Linked DNA regions of Anas platyrhynchos: region 1 is linked to region 2. Evidence: chromatin contacts called from public Hi-C data. All regions are on one chromosome and are shown on one strand. The core of a region is the stretch at or near the end of the contact, and the rest is flanking DNA. Distances in the headings are between cores, read along the strand shown.

Region 1 (4,234 bases), core at 535-3,034, 72 kb after region 2:
ATACAAAGAAAGCAACTGAACTTTGACATTTACTTTTAGCAGACAAAAGGGAGGCAGACATTTAAAATCTCCCAGACCTACAAACAAACCTTATTTGTTAGAAATTACTGATAATTTTGAGATCCATAGTTTTAAGGTCATCACTGTGTGTGGATCCAGGTATAAATGCCCTTCTCCTCAACCTTGGCTGTTTAAAGCCTCTGTTCTGTACAATCACAGCCCTTGCACTTTCTTTGATATTTCCTCTTCTTACAGTCTTTCTTCCACCCCCTGCTGCACAAAGGCATGTAGAATCCCAGTTGAAATGAGGAGTAAAACAGAGGTAGGGAGTCATTACTAGCTGGGCTGTAACCGTATTGTGGTGTGGATTCCAAGAGGATTGAGATGGTGCAGCTCGAGCCCATGCTTGCTGCAGTTAGCGAAGTTTAAACCAAACTAGACAGGCAGGCCTGAATGGGCTGAGCCACATAAACAGATTTTCACCATCTTTGTTATTTTTCTAGTAAAAATAAAATGAAGGCAATCTGGGAAAACAAAAACTAAATAGCTGCATCTGGCAACCATAAGAATTAGAGGTATGGTGGAGGGTCTGAAAGAAAGTCAGTTGGATGGTCATATTCTTTACTGCTTTCATTATGTTGCTGCTATGGAGATGAGAGCACAGTTGTGCTGAGCACTTGTTTACCAACTCAGATCCAGCTGGGAAAATGCAATCAGTACTTCTGTGAATAAGAGGTAAAGTTTTTGCTTTTGATACACATTCTGTTCACAGAGTGCTGGAACACTCCCAGAGGTATTTTCTGCTTTTCAGGTGAATTATGCTGAAGAATCCTGACATCCTTTTGAAGGCTTCCTGCAGGAAAGATGACATTTCAAACCTGTATGTTACCTGAACCTTCATCACATCTTGTCTGCTGCCGAAATATATGACCCAAAAGTGCTTCATTATGAATTAGGCACTCATCATGCATTTTGACCTCCTTGGAGAAAATTACACAGGCCTCTGAGTTGCCTGCATGAGTTATCTTTTATTCATTAGAATCCTAAATGTTATTGAAATGTATTCTTAATTATTCCCCGCTGAAAACAGCAGTGTTCCTGAACAAGTATTTTGCATTTGTTATATCCTGCTGCTAGCATAGTTGATAATGTATATAATAATAAAATAAAAAACTATCAGTGTAGAATAATAGAACTTATTAATAGGATTCAATTTAAGAAAATTGTTACTTCTGGCTTTTGTGGCCTATGAACAACATTGTCTGAATATTTCAAGCATGCAGAATTTCTGCTGTAGGTCTAGCATAGAAATACAATTGCCAAAAGAGAAGCTGGAAAGACGTCACCTGCTATCCCTATGTTCATACCTTCTAAAATCCTTTACTGCAGCAGTACTTTACTTAGTGGAACTGAATTGCCAAAAACTTTCAAAAGCAATCCTTGGATATATTTCTGGAATTAATGGCTTTTTATTCAAACAGAAAATAACACCCTCTAAAATTATGTTTTCTTCTGTGGTGTTTCCCCTGTCTTTTTCCATTGCTCTCCCTCTGTGCACACACACATTTTTCTTTTGCTGCTCTCTGTATGGGAAATGAAAAGGTTTCTAGAAACACAAAAGCTGGTTCTGAAAAACTGTGCAATATTCATGGTGTCTCTCTTGGTAGGAGATCTAGAAATGTCAAAAGAGTCACTAAAAATTACAGCCTTTTGTTGAGTAGTATTTCTTGCGCAGCTGCATCATACCCTTTTGACTCACCACACAGTGCCTGTGATTTGCCAGCCTGTCCAGATCTTTTCCCTTAGTCATTTCCAGCTGGCTGCAAGTCCTTAAATACATGGCTTTGCATGCTGTGCAATTAAACATAACCGAGCTTCTGTGCTGTCACCCCAAAGATCTTTCATTTCATTCTGTAGGTTATTTCAGTCCTCTCTGATTATTGGTAACAGTGCCTGTCTTTGACAAATATTACCTCCCACATCTTTTTAATGGCACTGGCAAAAGTAAGTATTAAAGAGACAAGTAGTCCCAATTGCAGGCCTTGAAAAGACCAGCAAAGATCCAATTTTCAGCCTTCTTTTTTGGGCACAAATTATCAGTTCCTTAGTTTCATCAGATCCCTAGTTGGGTTATACTTATTTCACTAAATGTTTTCCTCAGACTGAAAAAACTTCCAACACAAAGTGCTTTTTAAAAACAGCAGGTCTCAACTACCAAGAATTTCTCATCAAAGAAGATATGAGGATGATCTGAAAGACTTGCTGCTGATAATCTGATATGGGATATTATCTCAGTGTCCATTCATCATATGGTCTTCTGTGTTTCTTGCCTTTAAGATGCATCCAGAAGTTTTTCAACCTGTTGAAGATAGACCCTCCTCTTCTCAGCAGTGGTGAGGCCGCATCTCTAGCACGGTGTCCCGTTCTGGGTTCCCCGGTACAAGAAAGACCTGGACATGCTGGAAGGAGTCCAGCAGAGGGCCACCAAGGCAAACAAGGGCCTGGAGCAACTCTGCTGTGGGGAGAGGCTGAGAGGGCTGGGACTGCTCAGCCTGGAGGCTTGGAGGGATCTCATCAATGTCTATAAATACCTGAAGGGAGGGTGCAAAGAGAACGGAGCCAGGCTCTGCTCAGTGGTGCCCAGTGCCAGGACAAGAGGCAGTCGGCACAAATCGGAACACAGGAGGTTCCATCTGAACAATCAGGAAGCACTTCTTCCTTGCGTAGGTGGCGAAGCACTGGATCAGGTTGCCCAGAGGGGTTGTGAAGCCTTCCCCCTTAGAGATTTTCAAAAGCTGTCTAGATATGGTCCTGAGCAACCTGCTTAAGGTGTCCCTGCTTGAGCAGGGAGGTTGGACCAGATGGCCTCCAGAGGTCCCTTCCAGCCTTAAACATTCTGTGATTCTGTGACCAACAGGTTTGTAGTTGCTCAGATGGCTTTTCATCCCGTTATTCTCCAGACATAAACAGGTTAGCTGTCAGCAGCTCCCTGTAGTATTTCTTTCTATATCTAGGAATCGTAGCATCATGGAATAATTTGGGTTGGATGGGACCTCCGGAGGTCATCTAGTCCAACTCCCTGTTCAAAGCAGGTATAATGAGGTTAGATTGTGCCTGTGCTTGTCCAGTCAAGTCTGAAATACCTCCAAGGAGGGAGATCCCACAACCTCCTGGGCAGCCTGCTCCAGCATTTGATCATTCCTATGGTAATTTTTTTTTCTTTACATCTAAACAGTATTTCCTATGTTCCAGCTTGCGTCTGTTGTCTGTCATCCTGTGCACCTTTGAGAAGAATCTGGCTCCATCTCTCTGTCCTCTGATCAGGCAGCTGCAGGCAGCTGTAGAGAGGATTAAGGACTCCTCAGGGCTTTTCTAGTAGTCTTTTCTGCCTAGTCTTTTCTGCCTTCAGTCTTTTTCTGCCTTAAGGCACTTTTCTCTGCCTCTCCTCTTACATTGTGTTCACCAGCCCCCAATCATCTTGGTGGCTGTCCACTAGACTCACTTCAGTATGTCAATATCTTTCTTGTACTGGAGAGCCCGATACTGGATATAGTATTCCAGAGAGGTATCACAAGTGCCAAATAGAGGGAATGATCACTTCCCTTGACCTGCTGGCTACACAGATACAGCCCAGGATGCAGCTAGCCTTCTTTGATCCCAGGGCACCCTGCTGATTTGTATGAACACGTTTACATGGGTCTTCAGATCTTGTTCTGCAGAGCTTCTTCCCAGACAGTTGGCCGCAGCCCATCTGGGCTGCATGGGTTTGTTCCACCCCAGATGTAGGAATTTGCATTTGCTTTTGTCATTCTCTATGAAGTTCCCGTCAGTCCTTTTCTTTAGCTCATTCAGGTCCCTCTGAAGAGCAGCCCTGACATCCAGCATGTTGACTGCTCTTCCCAATTCTGCATTGTCTGCAAATTTGTTGATAGTGTACTCTGTCCCATCATACAAATCATTAATGAAGACATTAAGCAGAACTGATCCCAGCAATGATCCCTGAGGAACACCAGTAGTTACTGACTGCCAGGTATACTTTGCATAAATAGATACTATCAAAGCCCTGCATGTGCTTTGAGCAATTTGAGTTTTGGTCCTGCCTCAGATGTGTAAACTGGCAGTTACCAGAGAGGACTTCTAATTGATCTTATCTTTTCCTCTGTGTCTTTTATTATAGAAATTACTGAAAGCTGAGGTGATATTCATGTGTATTTTTTTTTTTTATTCAAATAAT
Region 2 (3,835 bases), core at 1,173-3,672:
GCTCTCCAATATTTTGGATCTGGAAGTATTCTTCTCAAATGCTACAGTGTGAGGAATGTTACAAATGTAATTATAAGAACAAAAATGTAACAGCAGAAGCTGTCATTAACAAACATCTCAATTAGAAAGGAAACAAATGGAGTGCATTATGTAAACAGGGAACTAGATAGGTGCAATATCAATGTACTAGTGGACAGGCTGATGTTTCAATTACAATTAAAATAAACAAAAACTCCATAAAACCCTAGTGTAAAACTACTTAAAACAACATAGTCTAGCAGATGAGTAATTCAGACAAACAGCAGAACTATCGGTCATTTTACAGGCCAGGCTCAGCCCCCTGCAACACACCACAACTCACCTGTCAGCACGCAGCACTACAGGGACTGTAGGGCAATTAGAGGGGCAGTGAAATGTGACGGCACTCGCTGAAATCGATTTTTTCTGGCTTTCCAAACTCGGGCCATCCTTGGCACGTCACCCCCAGGATGCTACAGCAGCTGGGTGACAAGCAGCACAGCCACACAGGCAGCCAGGCAGCCCCTTTTCCCTCTGAGCAATGCAGGCTCCACTGCCATCTTTGGGCTGGTTCTGCAAAGTGCAGGCTCAGTGCTTCCCAAACCTAACCTTTTGCTGAGTCAAAACTGGTAGCTAGTAAGGGTTTATCTAGGCAAGGGAAATTGTGGAAAGAAACTAATTACTGAGGCTTGTTTTAAACATCCAAAAAACAATTTGCCTCTTTAGCAGGGAAAAAAAAAAAAAAAAGTGACGTAAATAAGCTACATTCAAATAGAAATTAGGATGACCATTTAAATTACAAGAAAGTTTAAATGCACTCCTTTTGGTTCTGTAGAAGAATAGTACAGAGTGTAGCATCTTCTAATTCCCTTTGAGCTTTTGGAATAAATAATCAGGAAAACTACATAAATAATTTAAAGATCTTTGGGAAGTATTTCAGAGGTAACTTTGTATGTACTGTACTTTAATGAAAAAGCCAAAAAACTTTGGGTTTATATTATATAAAGTAAGCCAAAAAACATGATCACCCCCTGAAGGCAAAAACATTGCTTAAACCCCCCTGAAGAAGGTGGAACCATAAGCTGATTGTCTACTTCTAGCTGCTGTCTCCCATACTCAGTTGGCCTTGTCAACATTCTCTACTTCAACTTTTGTTTTGAAAGCAACTGCAGGGGTCAGATCTCACCCAGAGAAGGCACACAGGAGGTACCCAGTAAGTTAATGGAAGAGATGTATGTGTAATCAAGGGAGACTGTTTCCAATAAACAAAGGAGAGCGACTTGCATGAAGCCTAGGCTAATGCAAGGCTTAATGTCAGCTATACTCACAAACTCCACAGTTGAATGTTGTCTTGCCAAGTTAAAGTTTGTCTGTGACCAAATAACTTGGATAGCCTGAAGAGTAATCCACTTTCTATAGATTTAAAGCTACAATAAGCAGCTATGCCTGCACTTAGTTTAGTTATCCGAATAATGGCATCACAGCAAGACTTCAGAGTCATGAATAATACTCCCGATTTTTCCTAGAAATCACTAGAAAAAGGTGCATTTTATTTAGAGCACACATATAAGCACTCCCTTCACTTCTTTAAATCAACCAAGTTCACCTTCGCAGACAGATCACAGACCACAGTATTTGTCTTTAAAAAGGTAAAACATGATTTTCCAAGGACAAAGAAGTCAGTACAGCCAAGCTTCCACTCCAAGGTCACTGTGTGTGCTATAGATGGCAATCAGTAGTTACATGAAGTATTCAAAATTTTGGCAGCATGGAGAACATGACAAGATCAAAATAAAGGGAATGAAAAAAAACAGACTGCTTGCTCTGTAAGCTTCAAGTTTTCACATAAAGCCTACAGAACTACTGCAACAGAGATCCTACACATCTACAGCATGAAATGCTTTATCCTGCAGTTACACGGAAATCAAACCACATGCCTTGTTTAAAACCCAACAGCATGTACTAACCACAGTTTGACTACAGATAATCGATAAGAGGAAGAAAAGTCACAAGCCAGAAGGCCACAAAGTGCATAAGGAGTCATTTATAAGAAAGCCATTGCACACAATGCACAGTTTAAGTACACTGAAGCACCACACTGGAAGAGCTGATAGCACAGTTCTGTCATACCAGTGTAGTGGCATTTATATGTAGAAAGCTATTGCCCCCAAATTACAATGGCCATCTTCTTCATAAGGATCATGGATGCATATTGATAAATATTCTAGGTGCAGACAGAAGATTTCTGTTTGGAAACAAACACGAGTTCTTGTAACAGTAAACTTCTGGTTTTGACACTCCGACTGTATGATTTTGGAAAATGCTCTAAGTTATGACAGAGTTAACTAGCTAAGCCTTGTTGCTGAATGCAACTCATGGTTTTGCAACTGGTTTATAGAACAAAAAACAATTCCTGAAAATTCAAACAATCTGGAGGACAAGGTTATACTGTCAACTGAAATTCTGCACACAGGCTCAAGTTGGAAGAAGTGATACACCAATTATCAAGGGGAATGCTGATCAAAAAAATAAATCTAATTTACTCTTTTCTCCATCATTCTGTACGGGGGCTGTCTGCACTGAAGAGATTTATCTCAGCTTCAACATTTTCTGCTTTTTGTCACCCTAGCCATGGTGATGCATGTTCTTCCCCTCTACACCGATACAGATACTAGTAAGCTAGGTCAGGCTTTGCCCAAAGTTTTAGGATAAAACAGCTTGTTCTTAGGTAGCATTGAGCTATTTGAATAAATCCTGTCTTCACAAATGTTAGGCTGGACTAGGTAAGATATCCTATCACAGTAAGTATCCTTTAAAAGGCTAAGTAGCAGCATTCAGCTACTACCATAGCTGTGCGAGTGACCTGACAAGTTGGCAAGGAAACCAGATGATATAGGAGAGTGTTTCATAGGTCTCTTTCTTCTAAAAAGGAAGGAAATTTTCAGAAATTAAAAACAATGATGCAGCAGAACTAGAAATCCACATACACCAATATTAAGAGATGGATAACCTGAAGAGTTCAGCAATCAGATCCTCTCTCACTAACCTAGAACACTGCTCAAACTTAAAAAACAAACAAAAACAAAAAAAAAACACAAACAGCCAACGAGCATCACCTTTTTAAAGTGAAGAAATAATTCAGTTCTGGGTCCCTGCGCCATATCCTATCTCGAGGTAGCAACACTGAAAACTTTACACACTGACTACTACCTCAGTCTCTATACGAAACTTCAGAGCAACCAAATGGAAATTTCAGGTATGGAAAGGTATTAAAGTATCATCTTCCCCATTCTTCCAACAGGTTACTGTGCGGTAAAACAGAACAAAAAAGGATGTAGTTGAGAGCAATCATTAAGTGGGAATAAGGCTGCCCGAGAATGTTTTACACCCCCTCTCTCACTCATCAGGTCTCTGAAAACTGAATAGCGTTGTCTAGATTAACAGATGAAAATAAAGTAGCAATTTGGAATTAAGAGATGTATAAATGCATTCCCTAAGGGGCAGCTCCCATTTGCCACACTTCTGAGACCATACAATAAGGCAGCAAAATTATTCAGTTGCCCACAACCTTCTATTTTGTCCATAGCTGCATGTTCCTGATATAACTTTCCTTTTGCCCACCGCATTTGGCATTGACATTCAATGGTCCACTTCAGTCTTTCAATCTTCCAGCTTCCTCTAGAAAGCCTTGACACGCTGCTATCCATCGAGCAAGTAGACTACCACTTCATAGGTTGACATCATGATAGCTGTGTTTGGAATCTGTCTGATCAGATGTGTAGTTAAACCTCGGTAAAGGGATCCATACCCTTCTTCT

What was found. Hi-C and Micro-C count contacts between places; a contact is called where the count stands out from the background.
Region 1: a contact with region 2 is called in a Hi-C map of skeletal muscle, with 1.9 times the contacts expected there. The contact joins two enhancer-like sites. A contact is called at or near these places in 5 of 8 Hi-C or Micro-C datasets (F1 follicle, liver, skeletal muscle and 1 more).

What each region holds. Positions count from the first base shown.
Region 1 is chr9:20,038,472-20,042,705 of IASCAAS_PekinDuck_T2T, forward strand. LOC106017894 (a long non-coding RNA gene) reads left to right here. Exons shown (of 3, transcript XR_002403370.4): 3 at 812-2,938. Among named protein-coding and RNA genes, the nearest start is that of PXYLP1, 18 kb to the right of the region's middle. Within about 2 kb of position 1,785, at least 2 of the 8 cell types and tissues checked have an H3K27ac peak or open chromatin away from gene starts, as enhancers often do.
Region 2 is chr9:19,966,094-19,969,928 of IASCAAS_PekinDuck_T2T, forward strand. It overlaps SLC25A36 (solute carrier family 25 member 36), which reads right to left. Exons shown (of 7, transcript XM_038183514.2): 7 at 1-3,835. The coding sequence ends at 3,718. Among named protein-coding and RNA genes, the nearest start is that of SLC25A36, 31 kb to the right of the region's middle. Within about 2 kb of position 2,423, at least 1 of the 8 cell types and tissues checked has an H3K27ac peak or open chromatin away from gene starts, as enhancers often do.